Regions from separate parts of the Ovis aries genome. Here region 1 is linked to region 2. Evidence: chromatin contacts called from public Hi-C data. All regions are on one chromosome and are shown on one strand. The core of a region is the stretch at or near the end of the contact, and the rest is flanking DNA. Distances in the headings are between cores, read along the strand shown. Region 1 overlaps ANXA11 (annexin A11). Region 2 overlaps ZCCHC24 (zinc finger CCHC-type containing 24).

What was found. A called contact is a pair of places that touch in the nucleus more often than the background predicts.
Region 1: a contact with region 2 is called in a Hi-C map of liver, with 2.5 times the contacts expected there. The contact joins two enhancer-like sites. A contact is called at or near these places in 5 of 16 Hi-C or Micro-C datasets (liver, mesenteric adipose tissue, muscle and 1 more).

Annotation. Positions count from the first base shown.
Region 1 is chr25:34,339,403-34,344,997 of ARS-UI_Ramb_v3.0, forward strand. It overlaps ANXA11 (annexin A11), which reads left to right. Exons shown (of 15, transcript XM_060406544.1): 12 at 652-745; 13 at 3,060-3,155; 14 at 4,159-4,217; 15 at 4,417-5,595. The coding sequence ends at 4,971. Among named protein-coding and RNA genes, the nearest start is that of PLAC9, 20 kb to the right of the region's middle. Within about 2 kb of position 3,374, at least 25 of the 54 cell types and tissues checked have an H3K27ac peak or open chromatin away from gene starts, as enhancers often do. A contact at or near this core is called in liver and muscle, where this site is marked.
Region 2 is chr25:34,168,416-34,174,539 of ARS-UI_Ramb_v3.0, forward strand. It overlaps ZCCHC24 (zinc finger CCHC-type containing 24), which reads right to left. Exons shown (of 4, transcript XM_027962300.3): 4 at 1-477. The coding sequence ends at 436. Among named protein-coding and RNA genes, the nearest start is that of PPIF, 16 kb to the left of the region's middle. Within about 2 kb of position 4,211, at least 14 of the 54 cell types and tissues checked have an H3K27ac peak or open chromatin away from gene starts, as enhancers often do. A contact at or near this core is called in liver and muscle, where this site is marked.

The DNA of each region.
Region 1 (5,595 bases), core at 2,124-4,623, 170 kb after region 2:
CAGATCCCCTGGAGAAGGAGATGGCAATCACTCTAGTATTCTTGCCTGGAGAATTCTAGGGACAGAGGAACCTGGCGGGCCACGGGCTTGTAAGAGTTGGACACGACTTAGCAACTAAACCACTACGTGGAAAGTGGATCTGCGGGCTGTGAGCCTTGTTTCTCTGTCCTCTTCTCAGCTGAGAAGCACCTCTGTGTAGTCCCCACGGTCCCAACCACTCTCTGGCCTTAAACTGCCCTGATTCCTGCATTTAAGTTACCCAGTGGCCCCTTTGGGCTTTCAGGTTGGTGGCCCTGAATCTAATTCAGTCTTCCCACTTTAGAGCAGAGAACACAGAGAGGGCCAATGACCTGCCTAGAGTCCCGTGGCAAGAGGGCAGCTGAGCTAGAACTCAAGCCTGTGTTTTCCTTTGTGCTGCTGCCCCCTGGTTCCTTGCCTGTCCTGGACCCCAGTGGCCTAGGCTCTCCCGGCCCAGGGGATGTGTGGATGGCGTCTGCCTTAGCACAGTGAATGGAACTCAGCTGGGACCCTGTCCCCCTCTCCCTCCCCTCTGGGCTTCAGGGCCCAGAAATTCTGCCCAGCTGTCCTAGGTGACGTGGGCCTGGAGTCGGGGGTGAGGCCTGCATGCCTATCTGTCCATCTTCTGTCCAGGAGCTCTATGCAGCCGGGGAGAACCGCCTGGGAACAGATGAGTCCAAGTTCAATGCGATTCTGTGCTCCCGGAGCCGGGCCCACCTGGTGGCAGGTAAGGCTGTGCTGGCTGCCCTGTGCCAGGAAACAGAAACCTTTGGCAGTTCCTCGCTGCGTGGGCCTTTCGCTTCCTTGAAAGAGCCCCCTAGTGGTGATTTGCAGGATTTTATCAGCGTGTTTCCTGCCTGTGCTGGAATCTGGTTCTGAGGAAAGCAAGGAAGGTGAGAGAAAGGGGGGCCTCCTGATGGTGGGTATCTTTACCTGCTAGAATGTGGAATTTCAGAGTTTGTTTGGGAGCAGTTTTTAATTTCTTTTTTTAATTGAAATATAGTTGACTCAGTGTTGTGCCAATCTCTGTTGCACAGCAAAGCGAATCGGTTTTACACCTGTATACATTTTTCTGTCAGTGCCCTGTGCTGTACAGGAGGAAGCCCTGCTGACAGTTGCGTGGACTTAGATGTCTGTCTTGAATAAAACAGGGAGCCGGCGGAGGGCTCGGTGTGAGGGAGGGCTGTGATTTGACTTAGGTTTTGCAAGTGTACTGGCACGTGTACTGAGAAGAGTGGCGAGGTCTCTGGTGAAGAAGGAAACCAGTTAGGAGACGGCCGCAGTCAGTCCAGGGGAGGAGTGATGGTGGTGTGGACAGCTGGTAGGAGCAGGTGGTGAGCAGGGGTCAGATTCTGGCCCTGTTTGCAGATGAATTGGCTGTGGAGTGTGAGAGAGGGAAAGGACCCTGGGATTTGTCCCTGCTGAGCCAGTGGGAGAGGGCAGGGCCCTTGACCGAGAGTGGAAGGCTTTAAGGAGGGGAGGGGGTCAGGAGCCACAGATGCCGTGGAAGCCACTAGGTCTGTGAGCCCGGAGCTCTGGAGAGGTCTGGCTAGAGGTGGAAGTTTGGGAGCTGAGTGGGTCGAAGGAGTTTGAGGCCCTGGGACTGCAAGTGGTCCCCCTGGGAGGGAGCACAGCGGTCTGAGGACAGGGCTCCGGCCAGGGCAGGAGACGTAGGAGGGACACCCCGAGAAAGGGGTGTCCTAGAGGCCAGCAGTGTCAGCGCTGAAGAGGGCAGGTGAGGATGGAGAACGGTGACCACACCTAGCAGCGGGCTGGGATCTCCAGCACCCACTGTGTGCGTGCACCGAGCCTTTAATGAATGCCAGTGGACGCCATTCTCCCGCTTTACAGATGAGGAATGGGGTGAAGGGCAGCTGGGGAATTCAGGCAGCCAACTGGTAACGTGGCAGAGCTGGGGCTTGCCCTCGGGCTGCCTGCCTCCACAGCACTGTCCTGCAGTGGAGCAAGTGCGCACGCATGCTCGTCTTGGTCACTGTGCATTTTAATAAGCATGAGATATGTTTACAGCGCATCAGGGCTGCATGAATGATACTAGTCGGGAGAAAAGAGGAGCTGATCTGAGTTGGGTCCAGAGGTGGGAGAAGCCATGATGCTGACACGCGAGTTGAATGACAGCAGTTTGGAGAACAGAGAAACCGAGAGCTTGGCCGGGGAAGGGGGTCCTATCCTGGGGCAGAGCTCAGGTCAGGACCCGGGTCTCCATGGCTCCACCTGCCTCTCGGAACCCACAGCCCGCTTCCCATGGGTGCTCAGCCCAACCCAGGGCAGGCTGGGATGCCAGAGTTGTGTTAGCTTACAGTCAGATGAAGAAAGACCGACACAGAATGACGGGGAAGGGCCGGGATTGGAGGTGGTGAATCTGAGCAGAGCGTATTGGTGTCAGGGCTCCTGGACAGGGGATTGAGGTGCAGGTAAGGGGACTGAGTGAGCAGGCTGGGGGGCGGGGGAATGCACTTGCCTTCGGGTGAAGAACCGGCAGACTTGAGAGCTGGGCCAGCGTGGTCACCGGGACTGCCTCGGGTGCCAGGAGCAGAGTGGGAGAGGCGAGCTCTGGGAGGAGGCAGAGCTCTCACCACGCGTCCTGTCCGAGTCAGCTCGGGCTACCGTAATAAAATACCACGGGCCGGGTGGCTTAAACAGCAGGAATCTGTTTTCTCCCAGTTCTGGAGGCCAGAAGTCCAAGATCACGGTGCCGGCAGTGAGGGTTTTTCTTGCGGCCTCTCTGCTTGGCTCGCACGTGGCCCCTCCTTGCTGTGTCTGAGCATGCTCTTAGCTCTGTGTTTGCAGCCCTGGTGTTTGCTTGTGTATCCAAATCTCCTTTTCTTATAAAAACACCAGTCAGATTGGATCCGGGCCCATGCTGAGGGCCTCATTTTAACTTAATTACCTCTTTAAAGACTATCTCCAAGTACAGTTTAAATTCTGAAGTCCTGGGAGTTGGGACACTTCAACGCAAGAATTTGGGGCAAGCGTCAGGGACAGAATTCAGTTCATAATGTGTTCCTCTGTCTTCCCACTAGTTTTTAACGAGTATCAGAGAATGACAGGACGTGACATTGAGAAGAGCATCTGCCGGGAGATGTCTGGGGACCTGGAGCAGGGCATGCTGGCTGTGGGTAGGTGTCTCAGCCCGCCCCCTGGGGCCTGGGGTGTGTTGTGAGTTTTCTGGGTGCTCATCCACCCTGTGGTTGAGGACGAGCATAGTGAAAGGGTCCAAGATTGTTAAATCCAGCTGCCTACGCAGTGGGAAATCAGGCTGCTTCCTGGATCACTGTGTAGTTGTGCCCCCAGCGGTCTTGTTTATATTTCAAGCCCAGCCCCGGGAGGGAGCTGCAGTGTGAGCACCAGTGGGAGCACGACCAGCCGCTCTCCGGGAGGAAGATGACTCATATCCTGCCAAGTCTTCTCTAAAAATACATCCCTGCAGGCAGTTGTCAGATGTTTGTGATGGAAACACGTGGAAAGGCTTTTTTTTACTTGCAACAGCAAAACAGGCCCTGGCTGAGGAAAGCTGGCGTAGCTCCCAGGACGCTGTGCGCCTCCCACGGTGCCTGGGTTCTGCCCTCCAGAGCAGGGCCTGGCACGCTCCAGGCCAGTCCTCCCCCAGCCCTCCACCTGAGGGTGTGGCCCCTCTTTGTACCCACTTGGGACTCTCACGGGCTGTCTGTCTCTGCTCTGCTTTTCTGGGAGCTCTCCGAGCGGGGCAGGTTCCCTGTGTCCCCCATGGTAGGTGTCATGGCCTGAGAACCCCAGTTGGACATTCATTCTGCTCAGACATCCTTCCCCCCAAGGACCACGCCATCCCCAGCGGGGCCCCTCCTGCTCGAGCAGCCGTATGGCTCCTAACCACCGTCCACATTCCGTCCCTACACAACTTCCTCCATCACACTGGTTATCAGGAAAGGGGTTGCGTTGGTGTCCAGGCTCTGCATGTTTCTATTCCAGAGGGCTGGAGCCAGGATCGTGGGATAATTGAGCCTGAAGGAGATGAGGGGGGAGGAAGATGGATGCAGAGGTTGTTTGATGGACAGCCGGCCTTCTGAGAGGAGGCTATGGGCTCCATGCCCCGCTAGACTGAGTTTTCTGCAGATCAGCTTATGCTTTGTTTCTCTCTTCCAGTGAAATGTCTTAAGAATACCCCAGCCTTCTTTGCTGAAAGGCTCAACAAGGCCATGAGGGTAGGTAATCCCCAGGTGCAGGGTCTGGGTGAGGGGGGTGCCTCAGCCCATTCTGTGATTGGGACCTTACTCAGGGGAGGAAGCTTGAGGAGAGCCAGCCTTCCTCCAGAGAGGGCGGGGAGGGGCCTGGGGCCCAGGAAAGGTGGGGACTGGATGGTGAGGAGGTCCACAGCTCATGCCCTTGGGCCACTCTCTTTAGGGAGCCGGAACCAAAGACCGGACCCTGATCCGCATCATGGTGTCTCGCAGCGAGATCGACCTCCTGGACATCAGAGCGGAGTATAAGCGGCTGTATGGCAAGTCGCTGTACCACGATATCACGGTACGGGCCTCTGGGGGCCGTCTGGGCTGTCTCCCTGGCCGCTCCCCCATCCCCTTTGCTCCTCCTCCTCACAGCGCCATGGGCTTGGCCTCAGCCAAGCATGGGCATCTCGCCTGTGGTCCTCTACTCACCCTCTTCAGTTTTCCCTTGTTCCTCTGCACGCACAGCAGCAGCTTGTCAGCTCCTGACGGCAGGGAGGGTCTTGACCTTGCTCTCGCCCCACCCTACATCCCAGCATCCAGCACAGCTGCTGTTGAGCAGGTGGCTGGCAGAGGAGGGTCCACAGTCAGCATGAGAGACTCGCAGCACCACCACCCCCACATGAATGCCTGGGGCCTGGCCTTCAGAGTCCAGCTGCCCCGTGGCTCTGGCATCCATCAGGGAGAGCTCAGGGCCCAGACCCCCGGAGGGTGCACGGCTCTGGCTCCCTGACGAGCCACCTCTTGCAGGTTTAGGGTGGAGGCAGCGCAGGGAGGTGGTTCAGAGCGAGGGCTCGGGGGTCACACCACTTGGGGTCCAGTTCTGGCTTTTCTGTTGATATTTGCTCACTATGTGATCTCACACAGCTTGCTCAAACCTCCCTGAACCCTAGTTCCATCATCCTTAAGATGATCCCACCCCCAGAAGTGTTGGATCTTGAAGGAAGCGGTCCATGTAAAGCGTACTGTGTGACATGTGCGTGTCTAGTAGAGACTAGTGCCTCTTCGTCACTGTGTGCCAGAGACAGTCTGACAAAATTGATCTCTGTTGCAGGAGGAGTGGGAAGGAGGGGGGCTTCTGATAGTTAAATTCTGAATCTTAAAATTGAAGTTGCCACACCCAGGTCCTGATTTCAGACTCACTGATGTTTGACGTTGGGCATCTTCTTGAGAGAAGCTTCTCTCTCTTTTCTCGGCTATAGAAACAATGCTGCTGATAGCAATCTTGTGTGCTGTGGGCATCTGGAATAAGCCATAGGCCTTGCCCTCAAGGAAGAAAATGATTAGAAATTAGCTCATTGTGGCCTTACTTCTAAGTGCAGCGGACAGTTGGAGGAGAGCTCAGTGTGAACTGGGA
Region 2 (6,124 bases), core at 2,961-5,460:
TTTCTGTGCTAGCAGGGAAAGGTGATGGTGAGAACAAGGCAGGTTATGGGACAGCATATCAAATATAACCCAGTGTGTGTGTGTGTGTGTGTGTGTGTGTGTACATTACAGATACAAATATTTTTACAAGCAAAAAGTCTGGGGAAGGTTAGGGCCAAACTCGACAGTGGTGTCTCTGGAGGAAATTAGGCTGCTAAGAATTTCACATCCTCCTATTTTTGTGTTCTTTCCACTTCACATTGTGCATCTATTATTTTTATAATCAAGAAGGAAAACTCAGATATTACCACCTGACAGTTTTACTGAAGCAAAGTTGCATGAGGCCTGGGTAGAACTGTGCTGTAGTGGTCAGGACTCATCTCGGATTTGAGAGCAAAATGATAAATCCCCTTTTGACCCCTGTGCAGGCTTGCCGCTTGCAGGAAGTCGCAGTTCTCAGACGTAACCACCAGGAGGCAGCAGGGGACCAGCCGATTCCTGCAAGAGGAAAGGGGCGAATTTTGAGCTGCCAAGGATATTGAGGGAAAGAGATCTGGGCCAAGCTGTTTGAAGCAGTGTCCACTGTGGGGTCGGGATGGGTCGGGTTTCCAGAGAGAGGAAGACCAGTTCTGTGCTAGGCAAAGTCACTTGCTGCAGCACAAGGGGGAAACTCAGGCAGAAGCCCAGTCAGAGCTGAACGGGGTGTGGGTGTCTGGGGAGGGTGCGGGAAGGGGCCACAGTCCAAGGACCAGACAGACTCACATCCTGTCCTGGGGCAAAGCCTCATCTGCCGCCTGGTTGGTATAAAATTTTCAGAAGGCCTGGCTCAAGGTGCTGAGAGGTATAATAGGAGGCAAAAGACAGAGAGGGAATCATGAGGTGGGGGGGGAGGATGGCATTTCAAGGGCAGCACAGACCGAGGGAACTGTCACCCCCGCAGTAGCTTAAAAATGCTTAAGCACATCCCAGGTGTTTAATCATGACAGTGACCCTCAGCTAGGGGACAGGCAGTATCAGTTCCATTTTACAAGAGAGGAACCTGGGGTTTGGGGTGGGGGAGGCAACTCGCTCAGCTCCGGACGACAGCTGATGAATAGTGAAGCCGCAGTTCTGCGTCTGGTCATCTGACCCCAGAGTCCTTGCCAGGATGAACTGAGGGGTGCTGAAATGGAGGCCACAGCAGGTACCACAGTCCCGGACATACAAGGCAGGATCTGGATCCCAAATTGCCCCACAGGCTGCAGTAGCTGGGTGCAGAGTGGCGGCGGTGGCTGGGCCCTGACCTCTGGGGGTGACCAGAGGAAGGGGGCTGTTGAGCAGGTGGGCGAGGAGGATGCTACTCAGCTCCCAGCATGGAGGGCTTGGCGTGGACCTTCACTTCCAGGACTAAGAGGGAGCTTGTGGGAGGGGAATGGGCATGAAGACAGGGCTCCAGCGGGGGGAGGGTTGAGGTGGGGGCAGGGGAGGGCTGAGAAGGGGGTGCAGGGGAGGGCCAGATGGATGATCGTGCAAGGAGAGAAGGGACAGGTTGCCGGCCTGGCTCTCCTGGAGGTAGTGGAGGTAGCAGCAGGGCTCCCCTTGCAACTGGGAAAGAGGCCCCCAGGGAAGTTTTCAAGAGGGTTGGAAGGGGGTAGAGACCTCTTGGGGGTTGTGTTCTGTGTTGCGTGGCTTGGCTTGAGTTCCAGCTTCTGCCCAGGTGTGCAGTAACCACCGCAGCAGCTGCACCAGCTGGTTATTGGCTCCAGACTACCCCAGAAAAGCTGACGGGCTCATGTGAGGTGTGAGGGGCCCAGAGACCTGGGGGCTGAGGCAGGTCGGCCCCACGCCTGGCTGTCTTGGGTGGTGGCACAGCTGCCAGAGGCAGGGACTAAACCCTGGACCTGACATAGCCCTGGGCTGAGAGATGGGAGGAGGGCCTGGGAAGGGGCACAGGCAGAGGCTCCGCTGTCATCAGCCATATGATCTTGGACAAGTCTGTCAACCTGTCTGGACCTTGGCTTCCTCTTCTGTGAACTGGGGCTCATGCTAGCACCGAGCTCACAGAGCCGTGGGAAAGACCAAGACTGACGATGCATGTGCTGATCACGCAGCCCAGCAGCTGGCACGTGGATGTTGGGCAGACCTCACTCATTCCTTCCACACTTAACCCTGTGGTGAGCCAGGCCACACCAGCGCTGCAGCTGCACAGACTGTGGGGGGATGGTGCTGCATGAGGGCAGGGACAGGTCTGGAGGCCCTGCCCCCACGAGGCCCACGCACCTCCTTGGTCCAGCTGCCTTGAGCTCATCTCCTGCCCAGGAGTGGAACACAAAGTAGAGCGTGTAGGGCAGTGAATCCCCAGGGTCCCGGATCCCCACTTCAGACGTGGTCACCATTTTGTCGGTCTCGCTTCAGCAGCCCCCATCTATATTCTGGATTATTTGAGAACAAAGCCAAAGCCTGGGCTCTGTCTCGCTTCACCTTCAACACGCGTGTCTAACAGATGAGGTCACTTTTTGCACAACCCTCATCACAGGCCACTTTTCACAGGGCCCTCGTCACACCTGACAAGACATGACTTCGCTCCACTGTTCGCAATACGAGGACAGGCTACGGTCAGTGTGTTGGACCTGTATTTGGAGCTTGACTTCTCTCACCCACGGGGTGGTTCCAGAGACCCTCTGGCTCATGGCAGGGAGGTACAGCCTGTGGGGAAGGTGGCAGAGTCACATGAAGCCCATGGCCCTCTGGCCGGGAGTTTCCTCCGCTCTAAAAGTGACCCTTGGCTAACAGGAGTCAGGGAGAGGGGCTGCCCTCGGGGCTCCCTACCCCCTCAGTACTCCCAATGGGCTGCAGCCGTGCATGTTTGTGGTATGTGTGTGTAAGTGTGTCTGAGAGTGTGTGAGTGCACATGTGTCAGTGTGTGGATATGTGTTAGTGCAAGCAAGTACAAAGAGGTATGTGAACGTGTGTGTGTGACAGAGAGATGGGAAACCACGAGCCCAAGCCTCTAACCGTTCTGCAGAAATGTGGAGAGGTGTGAGGAGGGGCCTTTGTGCCCGAGGACAGGCTGTTCCTGGCTCCAGCCAGAGTTCCAGGAACAACCAAACGCCTGCCTCTGGCTGCGGGAGCCCTTCCCCAGTCGTCACCGCCTCCATGTCAGCTTCTCTTGCCCCGTCTCCCCTCCAAACACTAGGCGGGAGGCGGGCCAGGGAGCAGCTGGGGTGGCCTCTGGATGCCCGACCTTAGGTTGTGGGGAGCTGGGGTCCAGTTGTCTGGGAGCAGGCAGGACCTGACTCCCCACCCAGGTCATCACGGGGCCCAGCCCTGGCTCACCCCTAGTCGTTTGCTGAAGGCCTGAGCACGCTGGGGGAAAGGCACCTGGAGTCTCTGGCTGGAATCAGAAAAAGCACACGGCATGGAGATGGAAGGACCCGTCTGCCAGTCTAGGGCATCGCGGCCTTCCCCAGGCCTCAGTTTCCCCATCTGCTGTACTGTTCTCTGCCCTGGCTCCTGCCTTGACCGTTAGGAGCACATATGAGCCCCGAGGGACAGGAGAGGCGTGTGCCTAAGGCCAGGGCCCAGGGCAGCGGGAGCCAGCGAGGGGAGGGGCCCTCGGCACAGAGCGCCCTCTGAAGCCTGCGGTCGGTCCCACGTGCCCCAGCTCGTAGATGAAGACACGGGGGCTCCACGCATGTGTTTCAAGAAGAGGGTGGTGCTAGGAGCCTTGTCTGGGCCCCACGAGGGTCCCCTGAGCCCCCAAGGCCTTTGGTGCTGAGGTGGTGGTGGTGGGGCGGTTGAGCACATAGTCTCCATCAGCTCCACGCTGGGGAACTGGCTGGTTTCCCTTCCCTGTGTCTGGTGTCTTACACCAAGGCCTTCATAGGCTGGAGCTGCCCGCTCCCCAAACCACCTCTGCCCTGGAGCCCTCCTCGTCCTCTGCAGCTGTGGGCACAGCACGCTGCTCGGGGCTGAGCCCCGGCTCTGCCTCTGAAACACTGCACCAGGCGGTGATACCTCAGGGTTCAAATCCTGCTCTGTCGCCCAAGTGATCTCGAGCGAGCCCTTTTCTCTGGAGGCCTCAACTAGGGGTGTGAGGGTGGCGGGGGACGCCAAGGGGAGAGAGGCAGGGGTGGGTCAGAGCTGGGCCCTCCCATCTGGGTCCACTGACGCCCCTTTCTGCTATGGACTCCGCTCTCTCTACTCTCAGCCGCCAGCTGCTTCTGGACGTGGACATTAAGTCTAACCGGAAATCCTTCCTGTCCAGGGGAATTACTGGTTTCCACGGCTCCAGGAGATGTCGAAATGCAGGCTGTGCTTGCCTTGGATGTTTTCTTTCCACAGAAAACAAAGCAAAACAACGGGCGCGTGCACAGGACACACAGGGCAGAAAATTGAGTTTTAGACTTGACTCCTCAGGCCCAGGACGGGGTCGCTCGGCGAGTGAACAAGAGAACCAGCTTCCTGGGTTGGAGGCCTGGTGTCCCCGTGGACACCCTGTGTGACCTTTGGCCTGAGCCACACAGACAGTGTGAGCAGGTGATCCACAGTGCTGGCCTCCTACCCACCACCCTGCTGCCAAGCTGGGCTGACTTATCCGCACATCCCCATGGAAGCCACGGCTCAGAGAGGCCAGGGCAGCTGCTCAGGGTCACCCAGCTGTGGGAGACAGGACTGATCTGGAAGCCAGCACGACGACACGGGGCACAGGGCCACTGAGATGGACAGGCCCCGAGTCCTTAGACCTGCACCGGGAGCGCAGCCCTCCCTGGGCTGCAGGTGGAGAGGCCCTCATTTGGGGGTTTATTCTCTTCCCTGCCCACTTTTCCGGACTGGATCCCCTCTCCGCTCACTGCTGGGCTGCAATGACGCCCATCTGCCCTGCTGCCATTTCACGAAGCCTGAGGCCAGGCACCCAAAAGTGAATTCTTTCTTTGCGCCAAAAAGGGGAAAGGGCTTGATAGATTTCAGGATTCACTGTGCACCCCAAAGAAGGCAAGGGATCCTGTTTCTGGAGTCAGGGACCTCTGTTCCTGCCTGTTCCCCACACTTCCCCATCTGTGTTTCCTGATCCCAAGGAGTTACATCTTGTTTTCTCTGCCCCATCTCAGAGGCTGCAGTCTGGAGGCATGGACTGCATGTCGGAAACTAGTTGCCAAAATTTAAAAATTCCACATAACAACCTGGACTTCTAGTCTCCCCTACCACCCACTTCCCACCACACCCCAGGCGGTGTATTCTTAGCAGCAAGTGCACAGAGCTGAGGATGTGGTGGCCTGTGGGGAGGTGTAGCTCCTTGCCCATGGTCTCCTCATTCCCATCCCTGTCAGCCCCACAGGACCATAATGCCCATTTCCAAGCCTGGTGCTTCTCAAGCGTGCATGTGGGACTGATGAGGGACTCTAAGAACGTCAGGGAACCCAAGTCCGTGTCTCAGCATCCATGGGGTGGGATCAAGCCTTCCGCAGGTGATGCTGGTGAGCAGTCAGGCTGAGAACCACAAGCCGCTGACCCCGAGCGGAGGGGCTCCGTATGCAGGGGGCTCCTTAAGGCTCACTCGGCTGTGGCTCCAGGCTCTGTGAGCCGTGGCCCTCGGTGAGAGCCCCACGTCGAGACAGCCCAGCCTGGTCCTTGCTCAGAAGAAGGGCCCTCTGTTTCCCCTCCCAGGGACTTTCCAGGAGGTCCCGGACACTTGAGTCTGCTCACTGTGGGATACTCGGCATCTGAGGCCCCAGTCCTGCGCTTGGAGAGAAGGCCAAATGGGAGCTGCAGCGGAGGCCCGGGGCTGCCGTCTCTAAGGAAGATTCACTCCTATATATGGTCACCGGGAGTCCCGCTGCAGAGCGAGCCGTGACCTAATGTGCCGACAATCTCGCCCAGTCTGGGGCCCTGCCTGGGAAGGGCCCTCGCCCCGGAGAATGTCTGCTTGGGGACAGAGGGGCTGGGAGAAGGCGAATGCTCGGGGTAGAGCCAAGGTGAGACAAGACATCCCAGACACCCAGAGACCAGAGGGGCAGCCCCAAGGCCCCCGCCCCCATGGCCTCCTGTGTCTGTGAAAATGTCCAGCTCCCCACTGATGCTCTGTGTAGACAAGGAAACCCAGGAGCCTCTCTTGCTTTTCAAAGTTCTTTTAATAGAGCATGAAAAGGCTATATCTCTATAGGCA